Linked DNA regions of Mus musculus: regions 1, 2, 3 and 5 are each linked to region 4. Evidence: chromatin contacts called from public HiChIP or PLAC-seq data. All regions are on one chromosome and are shown on one strand. Each heading gives the region's core, a stretch centred on a gene start, on an enhancer-like site or on the middle of the called end of the contact. The rest is flanking DNA. Distances are from core to core; before and after follow the strand shown. Region 1 has its middle 11 kb from the start of Gm39608. Region 2 overlaps Gm46273 (a long non-coding RNA gene). Region 3 overlaps Gm32293 (a long non-coding RNA gene). Region 4 holds the start of Vps54 (VPS54 GARP complex subunit). Region 5 overlaps Gm32293 (a long non-coding RNA gene).

Region 1 (4,781 bases), core at 375-2,874, 350 kb before region 4:
CATTCTACCCCTACCACCACCACTATGGTGCCAATTCATTGAGAGGACGGCACTTGCCTAGGTCACCCAGCTTCTAACAGATAGCATGTGTTCAGTGTATGCTTGTTGAGTCTGAATGAATGAATGAATGAATGAATGAATGAATTGAAGTGGAAATTTTGAGTTTCTTTTGTGTCATGTGATGTTTTTCTGAAAACTTTCTTATGAGAGTATATTTTGCTGAACCAGACATGTGAGAAGATGTTTTGCTGAGAAGCTGCCTGGGAAAAGGGCATGTGACATTTTGCTGGAGTAGACACTTGAGAGGACACATGATGTTTGGAAAGGGTATACATATAACCCAACAGGCAGTAGATGATGCTGTGTGGTGTTGGTTCGCCTTGCCTTCTTTATTAATTATTGTTTGTCATGACTTTGTAGAGAGGAATGTACCAAAAACTTCTTGTGATATTCCAGCAGCCTCTTGCCACTTCCTCAGATCTAGGGCCAATTGGCAGAGCCTTGTGGTTTCTACTGAACCAAGCTGCCATTGCTGGTGTTTGCAAGTGGATCAAGCTACTGCTGCTGATTCCTGTGAACTGAACTGCTGGTATCCTGACAGTAAAGATTGGAATCGCCCCAAGACAATTTCTAAACAGGTCTACATCCCCCTTTTGCCCTACTAACCTGTCCTTTCCACTGCCTCTGGTGGGTGGTGGACTAGAAAGGAGGTTAAAGCATTTAAGAACTCTGATTAAAGTAGGTTTTGAAAAATCTAAGCTTACAATGAATAAATGAACACTTGAAGTACTCATGAGAAGGCTGGAGAATACTACCCCCAGGGCAGCTCTGCACTCTTGCTTTTCTGCCCTTCTGCAGGAAGAAGAGACCATTGTCTCCACCGCCCCTGCTGGGTGGGAATACAGAAGACTCATGGGTTGTTTGAATTTCACTCTGAGGTCAGCTTAATGACTTATCTATTTGTTCTTACCCCACCTCATTCCTTAAAGGATTAGATGTGGATCATAGTGCATTAGTGAAACACAAAGATAGAATATCATTAGGTGAGGGAAAGGGCCAATCAGGATAGATTGCCCAGAATTCAAAGTCACCTATGCCTGACATGTTTGCTTGACACTCAGTTTGCAGGCAGCCCAAAGTAGAAGACACAAAACTTCCTGTGAAACTGGATGAAGGAGAGTGGGACTGTGGCTGTGGGCAGTTACTGTGTCTCTCCAGACGGCTGGGTGTGGACCCAGTCTTATGGCATATTGGTGCAAAGAGTGGGGGAGGGTCAGAAGGAAGTCTGGAGGACTTGCTTTGAGAATCTAACGCCAAGTGGCTATATTTCTTATTGTATCCTGTTCTTCACACTGGACCAGTTGATGACAGTCCCCCCTCACCTTCCTATGGGAGCTCCGTCATACTCTCCGCTTACCAGGTCAGTTGGAGACACTCTCGCTGTTTGGTTTTGTTTGGTTTTCATGTGTCTGACCTAATCTCCTGCTGAGGTCCCCACTCAACTCCAGTTGACTCATCACTTGTGAACATGGCAGGCAGTGAGAGCCCAGTTCATATTCGGGCCCTTTACACACAGACAGCCATTGTTCCAGGAGTGGAGTTACTCACCAGGGCCTGCTGAGGTGGCATATCTGGAAAGGTGGATTTGGCATTCAGCCATCAGGTGGCTGTGCCAGCTTTGTTCCCTGGACTCTGGCTTACTTTAGCTGCCCCTCCCAACCAGGGATGCCACACCAAACAAGGATCCCACCCCTTAAAAAGCCAGTCATCTCTTTCCAGCAAGGAGGGGGAGCCCAGCTGTCAGAATACTCTGTATTTCTACTTCATAGAAATCTCAAGATGTTAATAAAACAGATAGAAGTGTGTGTGGGTGTAGGTGTGTGTGGGGGGTGTCAAAGCTTTGGGTATACATGGTGTTGACTAGATTCTCACTGGTACAGGGTGAGATGGTACCAGTGACAGTGGGTACCCTGTGACCTATGTGCTTCCCAACAACATGACAGTCAAGGAAATCCCCTCACATCTTTGACAGGATCTAGTTTGTTGTATTGTTTCCTGGGAGTGGCCTTGCTCATCTCTTTGAAGGTTTTAGAGGTCATGGTCTCCCAGGCTGTTCTCAAGCCTTTCGGGATAAGGGGTTCTGAGGCATGAATAGGATCTATTTTTCTGAATCTTCCTTTGGGCCCTCTCCTAGAGTCCTGGGTGGTGGGAGTGTTTGAAAGGCAAGGGGACAGGACACATAGAAGGATATCCCAGTCCATGCTCAGTTAGAATGTGGTGATGTCTCATGATGTCAGCTGAGTATGGCAAGCATGGAATCCCAGCACTTGGGAGCCAGAGGCAGAATCAAGAATTCGGGGTCATCCTCAGTTACACAGTGAGTTTGAAGCCAGCTTGGGCTACATGTCTCAAAACAGAACAAAATACCTGCGCACACACACACACACACACACACACACACACCCCAAACAACCACCACCAACGCCTGACCATGTTTTCGGAACACCATGACTACAGACTAGGTGAAACTAAAAGAAAAGACAAAAATCAAAAGACTTTAGGAGGGCAAGGTGAGTTAAAGAGATGACTCGATAGTTAAGAGCCATTGCTGCTCTTGTACAGGGCCAAGGTTCGGTTCTAGTACCCACTTGGCAGCTCACAACCATTTGTAACTCCAGTTCCAGGGGATCCAATGCCCTCTTCTAGCCTCCATGAGGACCAGGTATGCATGTAGTACACAAACATACATGCAGGCAAAACATTCAGACACATAACGTTGTGGGGAAAATTAAAGATATTTTCAGGGCTAGAAAGATGGTTAGGGATTAAGAGCACTTGTTGCTCTTCGAGAGGATCCAAGTTCAATTCTCAGCAGCCACATGATGGCTTACAGCTATCTGTAACTCCAGATCCATGGAATTAAGTGTCCCCTTCTAGCGTCTGCTGGGTACCATGCAGACATGCACATGGTATACAAGCAAAACATCTATGCATATAAAACAATAGGAGTAAAACACTTCAAAACTGTGTTTTCTCTGTTTTGCCATAAAATTCCCACAAGAAAACAAATGGCAGCTCACTTTCAGTGATGCTCAGAACAATGTCTGAGGGGTTGATGGGTAGCACACAGCTGGGCTGGCCAGCATGAAAGAAACAGTGGCCAGGGAGCTGCAGAGGGAAGCACTGCCCTGCTCAGATCTGACTGGGGCTTCAGAGAGTGTGGTGGCACAGAGAGTGGTTGGAGCAACAATGTGGTGTCACTTTTTGGTCCATACAGGGGTTATTAAGGGACACTGGTGGAGTATTGCCTCTTTTCTTTCCTTAATTCTAAATATTCATCAATGCACTTGAGAAATCTGCAAATGTGTTAGATAAAGATCCTATACAAAGCCCAGAGCCCTGAACACTTAAGGGGGCTTTGGCATCTCTCCATGCCAAGCTTGCTCTTTAGTCTCCAAAAGTGGCTTCCCTTGGCTTAGTCCTCTGTACATCTTGAAATCATTCCCTCAGCTTCTTCAAAGCTGACACAGCACCAGGAAGCCCACGCTAGGGCTGATGTCCTCCAGCCAAGCAGAACCCTTTCCAAAATGAGAACAAGTACCTACGTCCGGAAGCTGAAAACTGGCACCTTTCAAAAATGGTCATTTTCCAGGCTCAGCTGCCACAATCTCTCCCTGACCCCACCCCTCCATTTCAGGGCAAAGCCACTGACAATTAGCTCCAGCCACCTGTGTGTGGAGTTTCAGAAACTAGCTGTAACCCTGTAAGGCAAATGACAGACCATGTTACTGAGGCGTCCGTTGCCTCATAAGAAGCACAATGACGATTTATTTCATACAATATTTTTTAGGACTAAATGTGTTACCATGCAAGCACTATACAGAGTTTAGCACACAATGCTGTTCTCTTATCTCTCCTTTCTTAGCAACAGCAGCTTGGCTCTGATTCTGGAGGCAGCAGGTACTCATATGCTCATTTGCATGGTGAAAAGGATACTTTCCCCAAAGACGATTTATATTTCTTGGGTCTATCCAGATCAGGAGCTAGAGCAGGGCTAGGTTGCGGGAACAGGGATGTGATTATAAGGGCCAATAATTGAAGCCTTTGAGAGGGTAGTAGGAAAACCAGAGCCAACTCAGAAAGATCAGGAGACATTCAAACAACAGCTGATAAAGGTCCAAGGGAGGAGGAAATGATGAAGCTGTCGGGAGATGGATGCAATGCACATACTGTCCAGCTGCAGATCTATTCACATAGTGATTAGATCGACTGGAACATAACTGTCATGGGCACAGCACTCAAAGCCCACAATGTACCCCACTTACCCCTGTCAGTATCCAGTTTCAGCCTTGACATTTAAGGCCCATTGCTGAGAGAGCCACATACAGCATCCAGTTTTCATCCAGGAACAATTGGAGCTCTGGGTCACAGTGCCACCTTTTCTGCTCTAGCCACCACGCAGCACACAGCTCCTGCTGGGCTCCTTGACCAAGAGGAAATGCTCTGCCCTTGGCTGTGCCAGCCCAGGAGAAGCAGCAGGCAGAGGTCCCTTGAGCTGTGCATTGGCGAGGAGAGCTTCTAGAGGTATGGCTAAGGTAATACAGCGCTTGACTTCTTCATGAGAAATGCTCTCTTGAATCAAGGTGCTATTGAAAATGAAGCCTGGGAGCAGTGTCTTCCCATCTGAGACACAATGATGGCACCCTCATCACTGATCATCCCTGATGCTCTCTGAACATGACTGGTGTATGGCAGGGATGGACACTGTTAAGCTCTGCAGA
Region 2 (4,334 bases), core at 512-3,011, 330 kb before region 4:
TGTGTGAGAGAGAGAGAGAGAGAGAGAGAGAGAGAGAGAGAGAGAGAGGTGGGAGAAGAATAAAGAAAAAGAAGCTCTAAACTTGGGAATGTAAGGGGGTCATGAGAAAGGTTGGAGGGAGAGGACATGAGAGGAGTTGGAGGGAGGAAAGAGAAGGGAGGAATGATGTAATTATATTTTCACTAAAATGAAATTTAAAAAAACTGTAGGATGATAAAGTAAGAGCCATAAGCAGAGAGCAGTGAAAGAAAATAAAAATAAAGGTTAAAACAATATCAAAAGAAAAGACCAATAAACATTTGTGCACAGAAGAAGGCATGGTGGATATAATTCCAACACTCAAGGGGCTAAGGCAAGGGGATTGTGAGTGTGAAACCAGGCTGGGCAAGAGCCTGCCTCAAAATTAGAAACAAGGAATAAGAAACAAGAAAGGAAAGAAATAGATGAAATGTACGTAACATCTGAATGTGTAAAAAGATGGTGATATCTTCATAAGTAACATGTAGACAACCGTGGGCACCTCGGCCTTAACCTCTCAGACTAGCAATTACCTGGGTCTGCAGCTGCAGGTGGCTGTGAAGACACAGGCTTTTCTGTGCCCTGCTGGTGGACACATCAGCACAGCCACTACTCACCTCTAGCAAATAAGAACCATACAGGCCTCCAGGTCCAGCAATCCCTTTTCTTGGAGCTTGTCCGACAAGCATCTGTATGCAAGAGAAGTGCCCATTGCAGCAAAGTTCCCAAGCCATCTGATTCTCATTAACAGAGGACTGGTTGGATAAGCTAAGGACCGGCATCCTATCACCAAGAAGCCAAATCTGGCCCTTTGCCTGGCTTTGTAGCATTTTCCGACCATGAAGAGTTTTAACATGTTGTGGGGAAGAGGGCTGAGCCAGGGTCCCACTCTGTAGCCAGTCTGACCTGAAACTTAAGGTGATTCCCCTGACTCAGCTTCCTGAGTGCAGGGATTACAACAGCATGAGATGCCATGCCCAGATTTTAACATTTTAAAATAGTTTTTAAAAATCAAAAAGAAAATGCTATTTCCATGATTCAAGAGCTTTCTGGAAAATTCTTTCATTGTTCATAAATAAATCTTATTGGAACTTTGTCATGTTCCTTTTTTGCATATTATCTCTGCATTCTTGTATAAGTGGACTGAATACTTTCCACAGAGACTCTCTGACCTCGTGGGTCCTAAAATATTTACTGTCTGATGCATGACAGGGAAAGTTGGCTGGATCAGACTGCATCCATGAGACTGAGTGTTCAGCTATAGAAAGCAGCCAGAGGCTCTTACCGATTGCCATGGGAACGCTCCTACAGTCTATTACTACGTTTTAAAAGAGTTGATATAGGAAGGGGTGTGACTCATATAGCATTTGATCTTGTGAGTGAATGCAAAAGAATATTTTACTTTATTTAGTCTATATTTGATGCATGTAATAATATTCTGGAAGAAAATACAAGCAATTGGTTAATCATGATTATCTTTGCTGGAAGAGATTAGGGAACACAGATCAGAAAAGCAATTGTGTATGTGCTTGTATAGGTGGCCATTACTCAAAAGGGAAAGCAAAACTCATGTTAGTTATGTTTAAACACTAGGTGTACTTATTTTATGCATACGAATGTCTTGCCCACATGTATGTATATGCATCACTGAATTCAGAGGAGGGCATCAGATACCCCTGGAACTAGAGTTACAAACGGTTGTGAGGCATTTTGTGGGTGCTGTGAGTCATTGCCCAGACCTCTGCAAGGGCAGCAATTGTTCTTAACCACGGAGCCATCACCAGCCCTGTACAACTACTTTTTAAAATATGCTGTAGTAGGGAGCATGGGTTTTGATGGCTACAAGGATCTTACTTTGTGGGTGGAATTAATACTGGGCATGTTTGGGAGCCTGATGGGAAAGAACCTCCATGGTGGGCTCAGGAATATATAAAAGATCAATTTGTTAAAAAGAAAATTCTGGAACAGGTATGGGTAGTGGAGGGGGAGGGGTGGTCAGAGGTTGCCTCCGAGGAGAGAACTTGGGAGGCTCGGAACATTCTTGCCAGAGAAGGGAGATCCTTTATTATAAATCTTGCTGCCTGGTTTCTAGAGTTTTATTTTCAGAAGGAAAAGGTCTTCAGCAAAGCTGCACTGCTGGCATGGTCCATGGGGAGAGGGGGTGTGGTTATGGTCCACGGGGAGGGGTGTGGTTATGGTCCATGGGGAGAAGGGGTGTGGTTATGGTCCATGGGGAGAAGGGGTATGGTTATGGTCCATGGGGAGAAGGGGTGTGGTTATGGTCCATGGGGAGGGGGTGTGGTTATGGTCCATGGGGAGGGGGTGTGGTTATGGTCCATGGGGAGGGGTGTGGTTATGGTCCATGGGGAGGGCTGCAGTTTGAAGAGTCAAGAGCACTGGACGCACAGTGCAGTGGAGCAGCTGGTGTGGAATGTGTTTGGCCCTGAGTGTCCTCAGCACCAGTATACAAGAAATAAAAACAGAAAGGGTGTCTGGCAGTGCAGAGGGGCTTAAAACCAGACCCAACCTCCAAGAGTCTAAAGAAGAGAATAGAGAAGCCACCTGTCCCTTGGTAACTTCATTCTGACCTCCCTGGCCAGGCCATGGCATAAACCGTCCCTGCAGTGATCGCAACAGTGGGCGATCAAGGCTAGTAACACTGAACTTGAGAGCATCCCAGGAGCTGCTGTCACCCAGGCTACCTGGTCCACTGTCCTTCATTATACATTGGCCAATGAGATATCTAGAGTGGACATAAGACAGTGATGTCTATCCAAGGCCAACTGGAATGCATGCTGGTCCCTCTTCGACATCTTCCCACCCCTACTGCCCTTTTCCACCTCAGTGTCATTATGGGGAGCTCCCTCTCACCCAAGCTAGAAATTTGATTTCTGGAGTGCAGCTAGGATGTCTTACAACCAATATTTCCCCTTCTTATTCCTATATGATGTACTTGCCTCAACCAACTGCACCCATAGATCTTTGGGGACTTAATGACATCTGCCACCTACAGTGGTCTGCGTGGTGTATACCCCAGCCTAGTATACACTTAAATTGAGGCTTCTTAAAAGTTTTCCACTTGTGACTGCCCTTTCACCTAAAGAATGTTTATGTGGCTGGGTATAGAAATAAATAGAATGGGTAGACAAATCAAGTATTTGCTGATGAGCAATCATAAAGAAAACAATTTACTTTAAAACAATTCTTTGGTATGCATACAATTTTACTGCTTATTAAAATAAGCATTCAAGCAAGTTTGCACGTTACTGAGATGCTTGTTTAGTTTGCATAAAGAATCAAGTCACAGCTGGATACTGGATACTGCAGGGTAAGTTGCTTCTTCAACGTTTTTTTGGAGCTGATTGTTACTTTGATTTTATAATCACCAATACTGAGAATGTCACTTCCCATAAACACATAGAACAAAATGGCAGAAGCACCTTTAGGGCCATTTCAGACACTGTTGGAAATTCTGTCCTAATCCCAAACCAAACAACAGTTCTTGGGGCTGGAGAGATGGCTCAGAAGTTTAGAGCACTGACTGCTCTTCCAGAGGTCCTAAGTTCAATTCCTAGCAACCACATGGTGGCTCACAACCATCTGTAATGGGATCTGATGCCCTCTTCTGGTGTGTGTAAAGACAACTACAGTGTACTCATACACCTAAAATAAATAAATACATCTTAAAAACAACAGTTCTTAAAGCCCAGCATGCTAAGAACAAAATCCCAAGTTTACCTATCTGATACTTGCATCTGAGGAACCCCAGAAGGAAATTCAGAGACTTGTTCTCCATAATTAAACCATTGCGTTCCTGTAAGAGTGGAAGGCCTGTACACACAGTACATACAATCACATGTTTTAGGCAGCATCCTTTGGAATTCTGTGGTGGTGGTGTGCACAGTGCAAGGTGTGCACGATGTATGTTCAGAACCAAGGCTGCAGTGGCCCCACTCAACATGGCACGGATGAGCACTGACAGAAACACTCAGTCATTTTGCATTTCACTGCTGCCAAGTTTTCTGTTCAAACCCTACATTCAGTGTGGCCCATGAGGGATGGGACCCATAGCTTACGAAGCCATAGTTTTGAAGGCTGGGCATCTGAGATAAAGACGTGGTGGGTTCTGTACTGCAGTGGGGCAGGGGTTCTCCCCCAGAAGTTTTCTTATAATGAAGTGACAATGGATAGATTAGTACGAGAAAAGACATAGGAACCTATTAATATGTGTGACGCAGTAACACAGTGCAGGCCTTAATCACACTCGCTTTCCAGGCCTTCTGTGTCAGCCCCCCACCCTTGCAAGCCTCTCCCCA
Region 3 (4,358 bases), core at 1,292-3,791, 280 kb before region 4:
AGGACTTGAAGAAAGGTCAGATCTTAGGAGCAAGGACATTGATGTAGGTCCCAGATGTAGTTTAGCTGGTGCTGAGCAGTAATGCAGGTGCCCTTTTCGTGACAGTGCTTGCATTCTTATACCACCACCTTATTCAAACAGGAAACGGTACATTTTTCACATTCTTAGCTAGCGCTAGAGGACACGGACTGGAGGTAACTGGTGCGGGCAGCATTTGTGGAATGTGACTGTTCTCCCTGTTTGCCTTGTTGGCAAGACTATTCCATCCTTTTTCTTTCTCCCTATGTAACAATGCCCACGTCTACTGCACATGCCTACCCGCCCCCTCTCCCGGTCCTGAATGGATCGGAAGGTGTCTTGGTGCTTGTGGTCAGTCTTTGGTGTGGGAGCAGGCTCAGTTTTAGAGTAAAGGTTAACGGCTAAGCATAGGAGGAAGGGGAGCACAGAGAAGACTAGTATTCAGAAAACCAAGGCAAGTAAAAGGGCTGAAAAGACAGCAGGACAGGCAGGCAAGATAGGCCAGCAGAGCTGTGGAGGAACAGACTGGAGCCCAGCTATTAATAAATATAATGCAATGAGGGGGCATCTTTGGACAGCCCATGACAAGGAATAGCCCTGAGAAATTACATTATGCAATAGATCTGGTGCAAAAGGGTGGTACTGGAGGGGTGGGGGGTGAGGACCTGAGGGGAGGGATAGAGGCAGACAGACAGGGATCCGTGAAGGCAGAGAGAATGGGCAGGGGTAGGATTCAGGGAGAGAGAGAAGGAATGGAGAGGGACAGGGACAGAGACGGAGACGGAGACAGAGAGCAGCTAGAGAGCCATGAGGGCAGAGAGAATAGGCGGGGTAGGGTTCAGGGAGAGAGAGAAGGAAGCAGGGGAGAGAGAGACAGACAGAGAAAGACAGAGACAGACACAGAGACACAGACAGAGTCAAAGAGACAGACAGACAGACAGAGAGCTAGCATGGCAGGCAGACCTTTTTATCTGCAGGTGGTGGCAGATGACAACATAAGCAACTGCTCGGTCCCTGAGAGTCCTGTACACTGACACTGACAGGTAAGCTGGGAACAGCTCAAGTAGACAGAGTCAGAAAGGCTGGTAAAGAAAGCAGCACCAAGCGTTATAGGATTAAGGGTGCCAGCAGAGGCTCGGGCAGGACAGATGGCTGGAGTTAGTTAGAAGGGAGGAGAGGTGTGGAAGGCTACTGTGTCCACCAAGGACCCTGCAGTCCTGATGGATGGTGGAGGAGTTTGAAGCAGGAGCTGTGTGGACATTTCTGTTTCCCCAAGTTTACATGTCAATGTCTTGATCCACAATACAGTAGTTTCTAGAGGTGGAGCCTTGGGGAGTTCATTAGATTTTATAGTCATAGGATGTGACCCCATGATGAGATGTATGCTCTTTCCGGAAGAGGAAGAGACCAGAGCCCTCTCCACTCTGTTGTTTGAGGACAAGGTGTTAAGGTAGCTGTGAGAAAGCCACATTAGGAATGAATTTTCAGATCTGGAGTGCTGTGTGAAGTCAGTCCCCGGCAGTTAGGCTGCCCAGCCTGCGCTGCGGTGTTATACCTGCTGACTGAGGTCAAAGCTGTCCCCCAGCCAGTCAAATGAAAGGTGGCCCTAGGTAGGGATGGACAGGGCACAGGGTTAGAGGATGGCAGCAAGTCCCCTGGGAAGTGGAAAGGCTGCTGACCAAGGGGCTGGTGAAATGGCTGCTGAGCTGAGAGCTTTGTGAGGTCAGAGGTCACTGTTTAGGATCTAAACCTCACAAGTATAGATCCCTTCAACTGCCCTCAAGAGCCCACATAAGAAGAAAGAAGGCTAACGGAAGAGGACAGAGAGGTTAATGTTGCAGAGAAAAGAGCAAGAGAAGAGCAACTTACATATACAAACATGTGAATATAGCCATGCATACTTATATGATTATATGTGTTTATATGAAGAAACATAATAGATAAATGGATGGATAGATAGATAGATAGATAGATAGGGAAGGATACACATGACTTATTAAAATGGAATAGGGGATATGTGTGTGTGTGTGTGTGTGTGTGTTCATATATGTGTGCTATCAAAGAATGATTTTGGCAAATTAATCTTTACTAGGAAAAAAAAAAAAAACCCAGAAGAAGTAAATATACTTCTTAGGAAGATGATATAGTATTCCAGGTCAGAATGAGCAAGTACTCTTGGGCTCACCTCAGAACTATTCTTAGCACAGGCTCAGGGAGCCAGTGAACTTGGCATGGCCCCTGACAGGGAGCAGGTGAAAGGAGGTAGGTCTGGGCTGCATTTGTAAGGTCATTAAAGAAGTCTTAGCACCATGTTGCCTGCTGTAGAGATCTCACAGCCAGCCAAGGGGACTGCTTCCTAGAAACCTGAGAGAGCTAAGGGCAGGGCCAGGGATGAAGTCAGAATTTCCCTGGGGCACACACCTAAAGCCAGTCTACTGAAGACCTAGAGTGTACTTGGGCGGCTACCCTGGAGTAGCAGACATTTCAGCCCATGCTTAGCCTGGGCGGGCTTTCAGAAGTGGGGATTAAGGCAAACGGTGGTTCTGGAGGTTCAGTGACCTTCCACATAGCCTAGATAAGTGCCTGAGCTCTGCTAGAGGAGCCCCTGGGAGAATGTACCTAGTTCTTTTTAGTCTCTGCAGGCCCAGCCTGAGGCGACAAGGACACAGCAGCTTCTCTGAGAAATACCTTTCACTTTATTTAATTCCCGTTTCCTCTGGGTGAGCAGCCTCGAACTTCAGGAAGCTTCATTTCCTTCCCCTCTTCAAAATGCTCCGGTTTTAAGCCTTTGTTTACATTAGCCAAGGCAAAACCAGTTTCTGGTTACACAGCTGGTGACAGGAAGAAAAGGTGAAAGCCCAAAGCCAGCCCACTAAGGCCAAAGTTGCTAAGAGATCAGATGTTCACATGGGGAGTTAGCAGAATTAACGCCTAACTTCTTGCCCCAGCTTCCTTCAGACTAATACCACTGCCAAGAGATTCCACTATGAGTGAGCAGCCCCAGTCACTCTGCCCCTGCCCCTCCCCCGTCCCTGCCCCTGCCCCTGTCCCTGTCCCTGCCCTTCCCCCCTGCCCCTCTGCTGCCCCTCCGCCTGCCCCTGCTGCCATAGGACTTTTGGTTTTGTTACAAGATGGAGTGGGTCAGTGTGAACGGCTCCTGGAATATGTTTTGCTCTTTCTCCTTTTGTTCAGGTTTGTTGCTCTCTTAGAGTTTTATCAGAATTCAGAAGTGTACATAGAGGAAAACCTAGGTCATGTGGATGCTCCCAAAGGGACTAGAATTTATCTGAAACTCATGTGGGAGGAGCTAACAAAGGAAAACACAGCTCTGTTGGAGGGTGGGAGGAGGTGTGGATGCAGGGACAGGGTGGCAACCTGGGCAGAGAGAAGGAAGAGACCAACATGGCCTTGTGTGCACAGGCGGAGGCAAGCGTTGCAATACCGATGAGTGCCATGTCTGGCAGGTTTGACTCTCATGAGTGACACAGGGTATTCATTACCCATCCCCTTGGCATTTCCTCCAGTTTGACCTATTATTAACATTCATCTGCCCACATTGTTTTCCTGTCTTATTCCAATTAGTAAAAGATGAAATTCTCTTGGCTAAGTGGCACCTTTCTGAGGTGGAGTGTCTTTGGAGTAGGACCCCAAACATAATATCTATATCTGACCAAAGCCATCAGCACATTACAAAGAATTCCAAATGTTCCTGATAAGGGTCTAGTTCTGCTTCCTTCAGGTGTCTTCAGCTCCTGGGCATTAACTGAACATCTACTTATAAATGGGGAGGACACAGATAAATGAAGCAATGGCTTTTGTAGGTTCACAGACCACTAGGAAGGCAACATAAATGCATCTAGCAGTAGCTGCCTCTGTTGAGGGTCACAGCCAATGGTGTGAGCATGAAGTGTCCTTCCCAGACCATTTGTTAAAGCCCATTGGTTATCAGCCAGTGGGCTTTGGGAAATTGATTGGATTCTGAAAGCTCCGATCCAATCAATGGGTTCATCCTTTGATGCATTAATAACTTGATAGTATCAACAGAAGATGGCAGAAGGTAGGAAATGAGGCCTAGTATACGCTTAGGGGATGTATCTTGCCCTGGCTGCTTCCTGGATTCCATCTCTCTGCTTTCTGTCCTCCCAGAGATGAGTAGCCTCTGGCACATGCTCCTGCCTTGTGACATTCTGCCTCATCATAGGTCCTGAATCAATAGAAGGAAAAGCTGTGGATGGCCTTCTTCAAACTGTGAGCCCTGCTGTGTAGCAACTTCCTCTGAATTTAAACCTTTCTTCCTTAGAGGGAGGAGGGATGCTCAAAAGAATCCTGGAAGGTACAGT
Region 4 (4,369 bases), core at 50-2,549:
TTTTTTTTTTTTAGACAGGGCTTCTCTGTGTAGCCCTGGCTGCCCTGGAACTCTGTAGACCAGGCTGGCCAGGCTGGCCTCAAAACTCAGAAATCTGCCTGCCTCTGCCTCCCAAGTGCTAGGATTAAAGGCATGCGCCACCACTGCCTGACCAACCATACCTTTTTGGTGAGTAAATTAACAAAAGCTGTTAGCAATTTTCAATGACTTACTAAGACCAAGACTTGCATCAGTTTCTTTTTCCAGTTAACTACTGAGTTACATTTTCACTTTTGCTTTGTAAAACAGACTTTTGAAATGCATGAAACTTATTTGTAGGCTAAACAGTTCCAAAATGGAATAAAATCTTCATAAAGTTAAGAAAGACCCTCAAGTAATTAAGACTTTTTTTCTTATTTTTCCAGACCTTGGTGGCTCTGAGTCTCAAGACTCCTGAATCAACCAAAGGTGATTGGAGACTTATAAACATATTGTAGTCTAAGACACCCTATCTTGCAGATGGTAATTTTACTAGTAAGATCACAATTCTCTCTGAACTCAGCCTAATTGGAAATGCTGTTAGGAATCACAAATAGATTTTAATAATAAGCACACACACCCAAGTTTTTCAGATTTTTAAAGGGCAGGGACAACTGACTTATGCGCCTGAGAAATGTGACAGGTGATTGGAAGCCAGGAACTGGGGGGACAGGGTAGCCTCAAAAGGCCTTAAGTGCTGGAGGCCAGTGGGGTATCTGGAGTTGACCTTTCACCTTTGAAAGGCATTAATTTTGGAGACGGAGCCATGTTTGTTTACTATGAGGGGCTGAGGGAGTCAGGGCAGGCGGAAGCTAGGGCTTTAGTGGGTGTAAGCGGCCGGGAGTCAGTTGGTCTGGGGGGCGAGGGGTCCGCTCCCGCCCGCTCGCCAGGGAAGGCGGAAGGCAACGCTCGGCTTCTTTGGACAACCTGGGCGGGGGGGGGGAACCGTGCGAGCTGGAGCGCAGATCCGAGACGACTCCTGCCTTTACGAGGACGACAGGGGGAGGCACGGGGCAGCCACGCGGGGTCGTCCCCGCTCTGGGGTCGCTAGCTCTGCGGCGGCCGCGCCAGGCCCTGTCGGAGCTGCGCGGCGACTCCCGGTCTGGCCGCGGCCCTCCCGCCCCGGCGACGCCGCGGTGGATTGTGGGCTGGGGGCTGCGGCGGCCTGGCGGCGGCGGCGGCCTGCTGCACGCTCTCCGCGGACCCAGCCGCGCCGGGCCGGTGGCGTGAGGCGGGCGGCGGCGTGGGGAGCTGAGGCGCCGGGGGCGGTGGTCGCGGCGCGGCGGCGGCTCCCCTGGAGGCCGGGGATGTGGGAGAGGCGGCGGCAGCAGCGGCGGAGGCGGCGCTGCGGACCCGGGGGAGACTGCTGGCTGACAGGACACCCGGGCGAGACGTGAGGGGCCCGCCGCGGCCGCTCTGCCCCCGAGCGGCGCTGGGCTCGAGAGGGCGGCCCTGTGCTCCCGGGCCCGCCGGCCAGCAGGCGCGGGGCGGAGGCGGGAACCGGGCTCGGACCCGGCGCGCAGGGCGGCGGCGGCCGCGGAGCAGCAGTCTCGGCGCGACGTGGAGGGATGGAGGCGGCGGTGCACTAGGCCTCGTCTGGGGCTGCCGCCCGGGACCGCAGGTAGGTGCCGGGCCCGCGCTTCGCGGCCACCCTCCCCCGACCCGGTGACCGGCGGGGCGGCGGGACCCCACCCCCTCCGTCTCCTCGGGGCTTGGAGCTGACAGAGTTTCGGAGCCGGTGACCGAGCCGAAGCTTCATCCTCCCCGCCACCACCACTTCCTTCTCGGCACTCCCAGGATCCGGGCCGGCAGCTGTGCCCCAGCCCCGGCCGGCGTCCGCAGGTGCCGCCCCAGTCCCCTCGCCCCTCTCCGGAATCCGGGACCAGCAACTTCCATCAGTCCTTGTAGACGCGGAGCCCAAACTTTCCCTGTCTCCTTTCAGCCAGGCCTGAACCCCTCTTGGAGCCTTCTAGAATAAAAACACCGCCCCCCCACCCCCCCGCCCGAGAATACTAAACCAAAGAAGAACTCGGCATTGTGCAGTTTTGCATTGTAGTTTAAATTATTTTATTTCTTTCAGTTTTGCTAACTGCTGTCTGCAGGGATACAAAGACAGGCCTTCCCTGTTCCCTGTGGGTTGTCTGGGAACTTTTGCCTGACCATTATAATTAGCTACTTGGCCTGTCCGTGTATGGCTTAGGGTGACTTTTTTTTTTTTTTTTTTAAAGAATTTTGGCCTATTAGAGTTACAAAGTGTTTCTTAAAATACCTTTTTAACCAAGTTTGGTTTTTGGTCCTTATAGAGACGTCTTTTACTTTCGAAGAATTAAATTGGGCTACTTCTGTTTTCTAATTGATTTAATTTCGGGTTCTCAAACTCAGGTCAGTCTTAATACATGTTCAGCGGGCAGGGGATATTATGATACGCTGTTTGTGGTATATGGAGAAGAAGGTGATAACTTATGCTGCAGGTCTTGATGGGCATTGAGTTTTATAAATGGGAGCTCTAATTGGAAAACTATTTGACTCCCTAGCAGTTTGGCTGGAACAGATGTAATGATAGGATATGTCTGACTGTATGTAGTACAGTGAGTTGGGTTTCCTAGAAGTGGGTATTGGTGCTCTACACTAATTATCATTAGGTAAAATTGGTCACTTTGTACTTGATAGTTGTAGTTTAGGATGTTAGATGCTAACTTTTGTATTGTCTTTTGGCTAGTTTTAAACTGTGTTCTGGCAACCTTAGAACTGTTACTATAAGTACCAGTCTGTTCACAGTAAAACTGTACACACTATCCGTGTGTTGTTGTTGACACTCATATAATTTGTTCTTGTGGTATTGCTGCTACAGCATTTGGCTTTCTAAAATGTTTTTCATTGTTTTCAAAATTATAACTGGCAAAGTTATCTAGAGTTTACTAGGAACAGAGGATTAAATTTGCATGTATTTGTGTTCTGGAAAAGCTAAATTATATTTCTGAATAAGAATTTTTATTACAATTAGATCTTATATAAACCATGAAAGGACAATTTGCAGAACCTATTCTTAATTAACTATTAACTTTTTTCCCCTACTCTTTTTAAAAACAGCTTTGTGGAGTTAACATACTGTAAAGTTCACCCATTTTAACCCAGTGGTATTTTGGTTTTACCTTGTTAAGTAAGCTCTGCTGAAGTTTTAATCCAATGCCTTGTGACTGTAAGAAAGGGACTCTCCACCAGCGATGACCAGTGCAGTTGGTTGTATTTCCTATGTGATCATCCCCATATATTATTGTGAACACCCTCTTCTCAACCCTTCTCTTCTCCTAATTTTTTGCCTCACCCCTACTGTTCTCCATGAAGCGTTAATCTACTTTTTAAATTTATTTACTTAATGTGAGTCTTTCACATAAATGATGTGAAATTATAGCTTTTTGAAAAATTATTTTAAAGTCAATATACATACATACATATATACATATATATACATACACACACACACACACACACACACACACATATATATATACATATATATATAAAAATTGGGCCAGGGAGTAAGATCCCAATCTCAGAAAAAAAATATTGTAAACAACTGATAGACTGTATGTGGAGGAAGACAAGAAGCATGAGTCACTTTGGTCTTAAGAGTATTGGTGAGGTAAGGGTCAGCCAATGAAAAGTTGGAGAAGAATTTTTGATAATACTGGAATATAGAATTGGAAAGGACCTTACAGGTCATTGTTGGCATACTTCCTGCTTGTCTCAACAAAGCAGAAACCAGAGGAAGAAGTCTGAAGGGTAGAAACTTGAATCTCCAGGACACTTGGCACAAGACCTGCGATGTGCTTATGTAAAGTGAACATTGGGTGTAGGGATGAGCTGGGTACTGGAATTGTTTAGATTCTTGTGTGTATCTATTTGACCTCATGCTGTTATAACTGGGTAAGAACTGGACATTCCTCCAGCATTAGGGACAAGTGCTGACAGAGGTTCTGTGCAGACAGAATACATGGTTTAAAAAAGCTTGAAAGCAAAGCATGACAAATATGTTATTTTGAAATGTTATTTTAAAATCAGTTTACTTTTTTTTTTTTGCAGTTTGGGTTAGGGAGTAAGCAGGTGATTTTGAGAATGAAAAAGAACAAAAACAACATTGTAAAGAAGATATAGATTGTTTTGTTGTGTCAGTATACATTTGGAGAAAGAAGAGGAAAAAGCTTGAGTGGCTTGGGTGCTTCAGAGCTAGTTTGGCGAGCTGAGGGTCAGTGAAATGTTGAATCACAGCTTACATTGTTCACATTTTAAAGATCCAATAAAAAACAAGTTAAAAATTATGATTAACAAATATATTTGGAGGCTTTCTTTT
Region 5 (4,418 bases), core at 399-2,898, 310 kb before region 4:
GCCCCATCCACAAAGCCAGTCATCTGCTGGTGTGACTCTCCCTGCCCCATCCACAAAGCCAGTCATCTGCTGGTGTGACTCTCCCTGCTCCATCCACAAAGCCAGTCATCTACTGGTGTGACTCTCCCTGCCCCATCCACAAAGCCAATCTGCTGGCTTTGGACTATTCACAGGAGCACAAAACAAGAACAGCACTGGTAACTGCTTCACAGAAACTATGGCCTCACTCTGACACTTAGCTTCAATCTGCTTGCTCAAGGCATTTTCCACAGAGCTGTCTCCCAAGCTAGCCAAGGGGGAACATTTTTACTCAGGCCCCACCCTGAGGAGGAGCAAAGCAAAGTCAGTGAACAGAACTGTCCTGATGCACACATTAAACCCAGAAATAGACCAAGAATTGCAGGGATCCATGCAGGTCCTCTTGGCATCCTTTCTTCAAGCTCTACTGTGAGTCTGCCATGGAGGACCATTACTTTGCTGACCTGATCATCTGCCAGCTACTTGACCAATCACATTACTTCATAGTGGGTGGAAGCGTCCAGTTGGCCAGGAGCCCTCCAAAGCTAAAACAAGTCTACTTTCTACTATGTTGAGCTTTTAGGCTCTGGGTAGCATTTTAATATACCTGAGCCCCAAAGGACACCCTTAAAATAGGGACAATGTAGACAGTAGACATGACATGTGGATTAGCTATTTCTTGCATAAAATGAAAAATGTCCAAGTCTATTTTTCCCCTTTCTGGGCAGCTGACCTAAACAAGTGAGGGTGCTATAAATGTCTTTCAAGACTTGACTTGTAGAATTTAATTATAAGTAAGATGACCAAATAGTGTTTTTGAACTGTGCCTTTATCCCAAAGTGCTCAGAGTCCTCTCAGCTGCTAGCTTGTATCGGGTGCTTTCTTTGTTCTGAAGTCCCCTTGGGCACCTGAGCCTTGGGTATCAGGGTGTGTGGGTGTTACCTGAGGGAGGAGCTTTCCCAGTTGGCTTTGGCAAGGCCTCTGTTGGCTGGGCCTTGACTCAGAGGCCTTTTCACATGGCTGTGCTGGCTCCACCTGGTGCCTTCCTGCCAAAAGCCTGTCCACTGCTGTCATCTTACTCCCAGACTCCCAGGTGCCCTTGAGTGAAGTCAGCATCCTGCCAGTCGGGAGAGGGCCCCCTCCCTGCAGGTGCTCTGCACCTGAGCCTGCCCTCAGCAGACTCTCCACCCCCAGTGTTCCTGATCCAGGGCAGGACAGGCTCAGACTTGTTCATGAGTCTGCTTTGCTGTGCTAAATCACACAAGAGGTTCTGTGTGGTCTCCGGGTCCCTTTAAGATTAAATTTCTGATTCCACAGAAAAGAACTTGGGGATTGAACCTAGGATCTTGTACATGGAAGGCAAGTTCTCTATCATTGAGCAACATCTTCCTAGACTTTTGAGTTAAAAAATTTGAGACAGAATCTTGCTAAACCGCTGGTTTGGAACTTGTGATCTGTCTGCTTTGGCCTCCCTGATAGCTGGATTTCAGGTCTGTGGCACCGGGCCCCCCATAAAATAGATTTTAAGGTGAGGCCTCCCATTCCAGTTCAGACTGTGGCAGACAGCATGATTGTGTCCCTTTCCCTTTTCTCCCTTCATTGGCCTGCTAACTCCAGTGCCTAGCACTTACATACCCCCTCCCCCAGTAACAGAAAGAGGAAGGAAAACTGGAGAAGAATACAGCCTTGTTGGGAAATATTGCTCTTCTTGTTATGATCTTGACCGTCTCACGGCTTCAAAAGGACTACGGTTCCATGTGAGGTTTATTGGGAGAGAAAGAGAGAAGGGCAAGGTGGTAGCAGAAAGAGAAGGGGAAAAGAGAAAGGGAGAGATCGGGGGGGGGGGCTTTCTTTATATATGGGTGATGTTGTAATCATGGGTAAAGGTGGGAGTTGAGCCAAGTGGATTCTGGGAAAATAGTGGCTGTTGCCTTGGCAATAGGTGTTTGGGTTCTGCCTATGGGATGTCATGGGTTTCGGTGGTCCTGATACCAACACTTCTTCAGAGTCACCCTCCTCCTCCCCATTGTCATTAGGCTCTGCCACTCATGGGATCCAGATAGGAGTCAATCCCTCTAAGTTATCCTCCTCATTGTCATTAGGCTCTATCACTCATGGAACCCAGATAGGAGTCAATCCCTCTAAGTTACATTGGGTGTTTCTTAGATTTTTGGAAATCTAGCAACATCTCTGCTGATTTACAATCAAGGTGACTCAGGAGGTCCCCCATCCAAGTTCCCCATGTGGCATACAAAGCCTCCTGCCATTGGTCCTTCTTGCCAGCTCAGCCCTCTCTTCTCACTGTGTCATCAAGGTCACAAGATTTGTTAGGCTACCCAGACTGGTCCTGTTCTCTAGAACCCAATTTGAAGGCCACCTACCTACGTTAGGCTCTTTCCTATTGCTAGGGGAAGGAGTGCCCCTTCATTCTCCACCTTTGAATGGAAGATGCCTTCATGCCTTGAGCTTTCTTCAAAACTCCTAACACACATATACACTAGAGAGTTATTCAGCCATAAAGAACAAAACGAAGTCATTTGCATAATTGTGGAGGAACTGGACATCATGTTAAGTAAAACAAGCCACAGTCAGAAAGCTAAATATCGCACGTTTGTTCTCACACATGCAACAGAGATTGTGAAACATGCAAATGGCAGAGTAGAAGGGGGACTGTTTAGGATGGTGCCCTCATGGAAATGTCACTGTGGACTTCATTATTTTGCATGCTAATAAAAAACTTAATGATAAAACAAGCAGATTAAATTTTCATGTATGAATTATTTCTTAGTATTTTGTTACTTATTGACAATTTTGTATTCAGTTGTCATAAAATCTATATTTTTAATAAAATCACATTTTTCACTTTTAACATTAAAATTTTAATTTACCTAGAATTATTTTTTTTGGCACATGTGTAAAGAGAATCCAATTCATCTCGCATATCTTTCCCTTTCTCATTTTGGTGTGACTAAACGAGATTCCCCAGCTTTCTAACTCCCTGTGTTCTTATATATAACCTTTTACTTATTCTATGACTTTACATCTAAACTCACTTCTAACCCACTGATCTCTGTTTATTTGTTGGCCTTTTACTACCCTATGTCTCAATTGTGATCACCTCCTAGTGATGAGTAACTCCCCATAGCACTTCATAGTGATGGGTAACTCCTCATAGCGCCTCATAGTCATCAGTAACTCCTCATAGCACTTCATAGTGATAGGCAACTCCTCATACCCCTGCACAGTGATGGGTAACTCCCCATAGTTCCTCATAGTGATGGGTAACTCCCCACAGCACTTCATAGTGATGGGTACCTCCTCATAGTGATGGGTAACCCCTCATAGTGATGGGTAACCCCTCATAGTGATGGGTAGCTCCCCAAAGCTATGGTAACTCCCCACAGTAGCTCACAGTGATAGGTAACTCCTCATAGCACTTCATAGTGATAGGTAACTCTCCATAGTTCCTCATAGTGATGGGTAACTCCTCATAGTGATGGGTAACTCCTCATAGTGATGGGTAACTCCTTATAGTGATGGGTAAATCCCCATAGCACCTCATAGTGATGGATAGCCCCTCATAGCATTTCATAGTGATAGGTCACTCCTCATAGCACCTCATAGTGATGGGTAACTTCTCATAGCACTTCATAGTGATAGGCAACTCCTCATAGTTCCACATAGTGATGGGTAACTCCCCATAGCTCCTCATAGTGATGGGTAACTCCTCATAGTGATGGGTAACTCCTCATAGTGATGGGTAACTCCTCATAGTGATGGGTAACTCCTCATAGTGATGGGTAGCTCCTCATAGTGATGGGTAACTCCTTATAGTTCCTCATAGCAATGGGTAACTACCCACAGCACTTCATAGTGATGGGTAACTCCTCATAGCTCCTCATAGTGATGGGTAGCTCCTCATAGTGATAGGTAACGCCTCATAGTGATGGGTAGTTCCTCATAGTGATGGGTAGCTCCTCATAGTGATGGGTAACTCCTTATAGTTCCTCATAGCAATGGGTAACTACCCACAGCACTTCATAGTGATGGGTAACTCCTCATAGCTCCTCATAGTGATGGGTAGCTCCTCATAGTGATAGGTAACTCCTCATAGTGATGGGTAGTTCCTCATAGTGATGGGTAGCTCCTCATAGTGATGGGTCACTCCTCATAGTGATGGGTAGCTCCTCATAGTGATGGGTCACTCCTCATAGTGATGGGTAGCTCCTCATAGTGATGGGTCACTCCTCATAGTGATGGGTAGCTCCTCATAGTGATGGGTAGCTCCCTTTCCCCCTAACCCTGAAAGACCCTTTCTTGCTCTTGTCTACATTTTGTACAATGCCGATGTTTTTCTGCACAATATTCACAAAATCCTCCTGAGAGACTTTGATCTCATG

Evidence for each region. HiChIP or PLAC-seq counts read pairs in DNA pulled down with a chosen protein or histone mark.
Region 1: a contact with region 4 is called in a FOXA1 HiChIP or PLAC-seq map of pancreatic cancer cells. The contact joins the enhancer-like site here to the promoter of Vps54 in region 4. A contact is called at or near these places in 6 of 115 datasets of contacts at active chromatin or transcription factors (CD8 T cells, embryonic limb bud, embryonic stem cells and 3 more).
Region 2: a contact with region 4 is called in an H3K27ac HiChIP or PLAC-seq map of the NIH/3T3 cell line, with 7 times the contacts expected there. The contact joins the enhancer-like site here to the promoter of Vps54 in region 4. A contact is called at or near these places in 2 of 15 datasets of contacts at CTCF or cohesin (the NIH/3T3 cell line and pro-B cells), 9 of 484 Hi-C or Micro-C datasets (B cells, the N1E-115 cell line, bone marrow-derived macrophages and 6 more), 15 of 115 datasets of contacts at active chromatin or transcription factors (CD8 T cells, the NIH/3T3 cell line, astrocytes and 11 more) and 3 of 9 other capture datasets (adipose tissue, embryonic stem cells and liver).
Region 3: an H3K27ac HiChIP or PLAC-seq map of epiblast stem cells shows a contact between it and region 4, with 4 times the contacts expected there. The contact joins the enhancer-like site here to the promoter of Vps54 in region 4. A contact is called at or near these places in 8 of 115 datasets of contacts at active chromatin or transcription factors (acute myeloid leukemia, bone marrow-derived dendritic cells, bone marrow-derived macrophages and 5 more) and 1 of 9 other capture datasets (liver).
Region 5: an H3K4me3 HiChIP or PLAC-seq map of bone marrow-derived macrophages shows a contact between it and region 4, with 4 times the contacts expected there. The contact joins the enhancer-like site here to the promoter of Vps54 in region 4. A contact is called at or near these places in 3 of 484 Hi-C or Micro-C datasets (Th1 cells, embryonic fibroblasts and reprogramming fibroblasts), 5 of 115 datasets of contacts at active chromatin or transcription factors (the NIH/3T3 cell line, bone marrow-derived macrophages, cardiomyocytes and 2 more) and 2 of 9 other capture datasets (adipose tissue and embryonic stem cells).

Annotation. Positions count from the first base shown.
Region 1 is chr11:20,885,632-20,890,412 of GRCm38.p6, forward strand. No RefSeq gene overlaps it. Among named protein-coding and RNA genes, the nearest start is that of Gm39608, 11 kb to the right of the region's middle. Within about 2 kb of position 1,625, at least 32 of the 459 cell types and tissues checked have an H3K27ac peak or open chromatin away from gene starts, as enhancers often do. A contact at or near this core is called in pancreatic cancer cells, where this site is marked.
Region 2 is chr11:20,907,395-20,911,728 of GRCm38.p6, forward strand. Gm46273 (a long non-coding RNA gene) reads right to left here. Exons shown (of 2, transcript XR_001780166.2): 2 at 4,207-4,334. Among named protein-coding and RNA genes, the nearest start is that of Gm32293, 7.7 kb to the right of the region's middle. Within about 2 kb of position 1,762, at least 27 of the 459 cell types and tissues checked have an H3K27ac peak or open chromatin away from gene starts, as enhancers often do. A contact at or near this core is called in the NIH/3T3 cell line and embryonic fibroblasts, where this site is marked.
Region 3 is chr11:20,955,615-20,959,972 of GRCm38.p6, forward strand. All of the region lies in intron 6 of Gm32293 (a long non-coding RNA gene), which reads left to right. Among named protein-coding and RNA genes, the nearest start is that of Gm46273, 40 kb to the left of the region's middle. Within about 2 kb of position 2,542, at least 72 of the 459 cell types and tissues checked have an H3K27ac peak or open chromatin away from gene starts, as enhancers often do. A contact at or near this core is called in bone marrow-derived macrophages, embryonic stem cells, epiblast stem cells and 2 more, where this site is marked.
Region 4 is chr11:21,237,733-21,242,101 of GRCm38.p6, forward strand. Vps54 (VPS54 GARP complex subunit) reads left to right here and starts at 1,300. Exons shown (of 23, transcript NM_139061.5): 1 at 1,300-1,639.
Region 5 is chr11:20,929,138-20,933,555 of GRCm38.p6, forward strand. All of the region lies in intron 1 of Gm32293 (a long non-coding RNA gene), which reads left to right. Among named protein-coding and RNA genes, the nearest start is that of Gm46273, 14 kb to the left of the region's middle. Within about 2 kb of position 1,649, at least 20 of the 459 cell types and tissues checked have an H3K27ac peak or open chromatin away from gene starts, as enhancers often do. A contact at or near this core is called in bone marrow-derived macrophages, where this site is marked.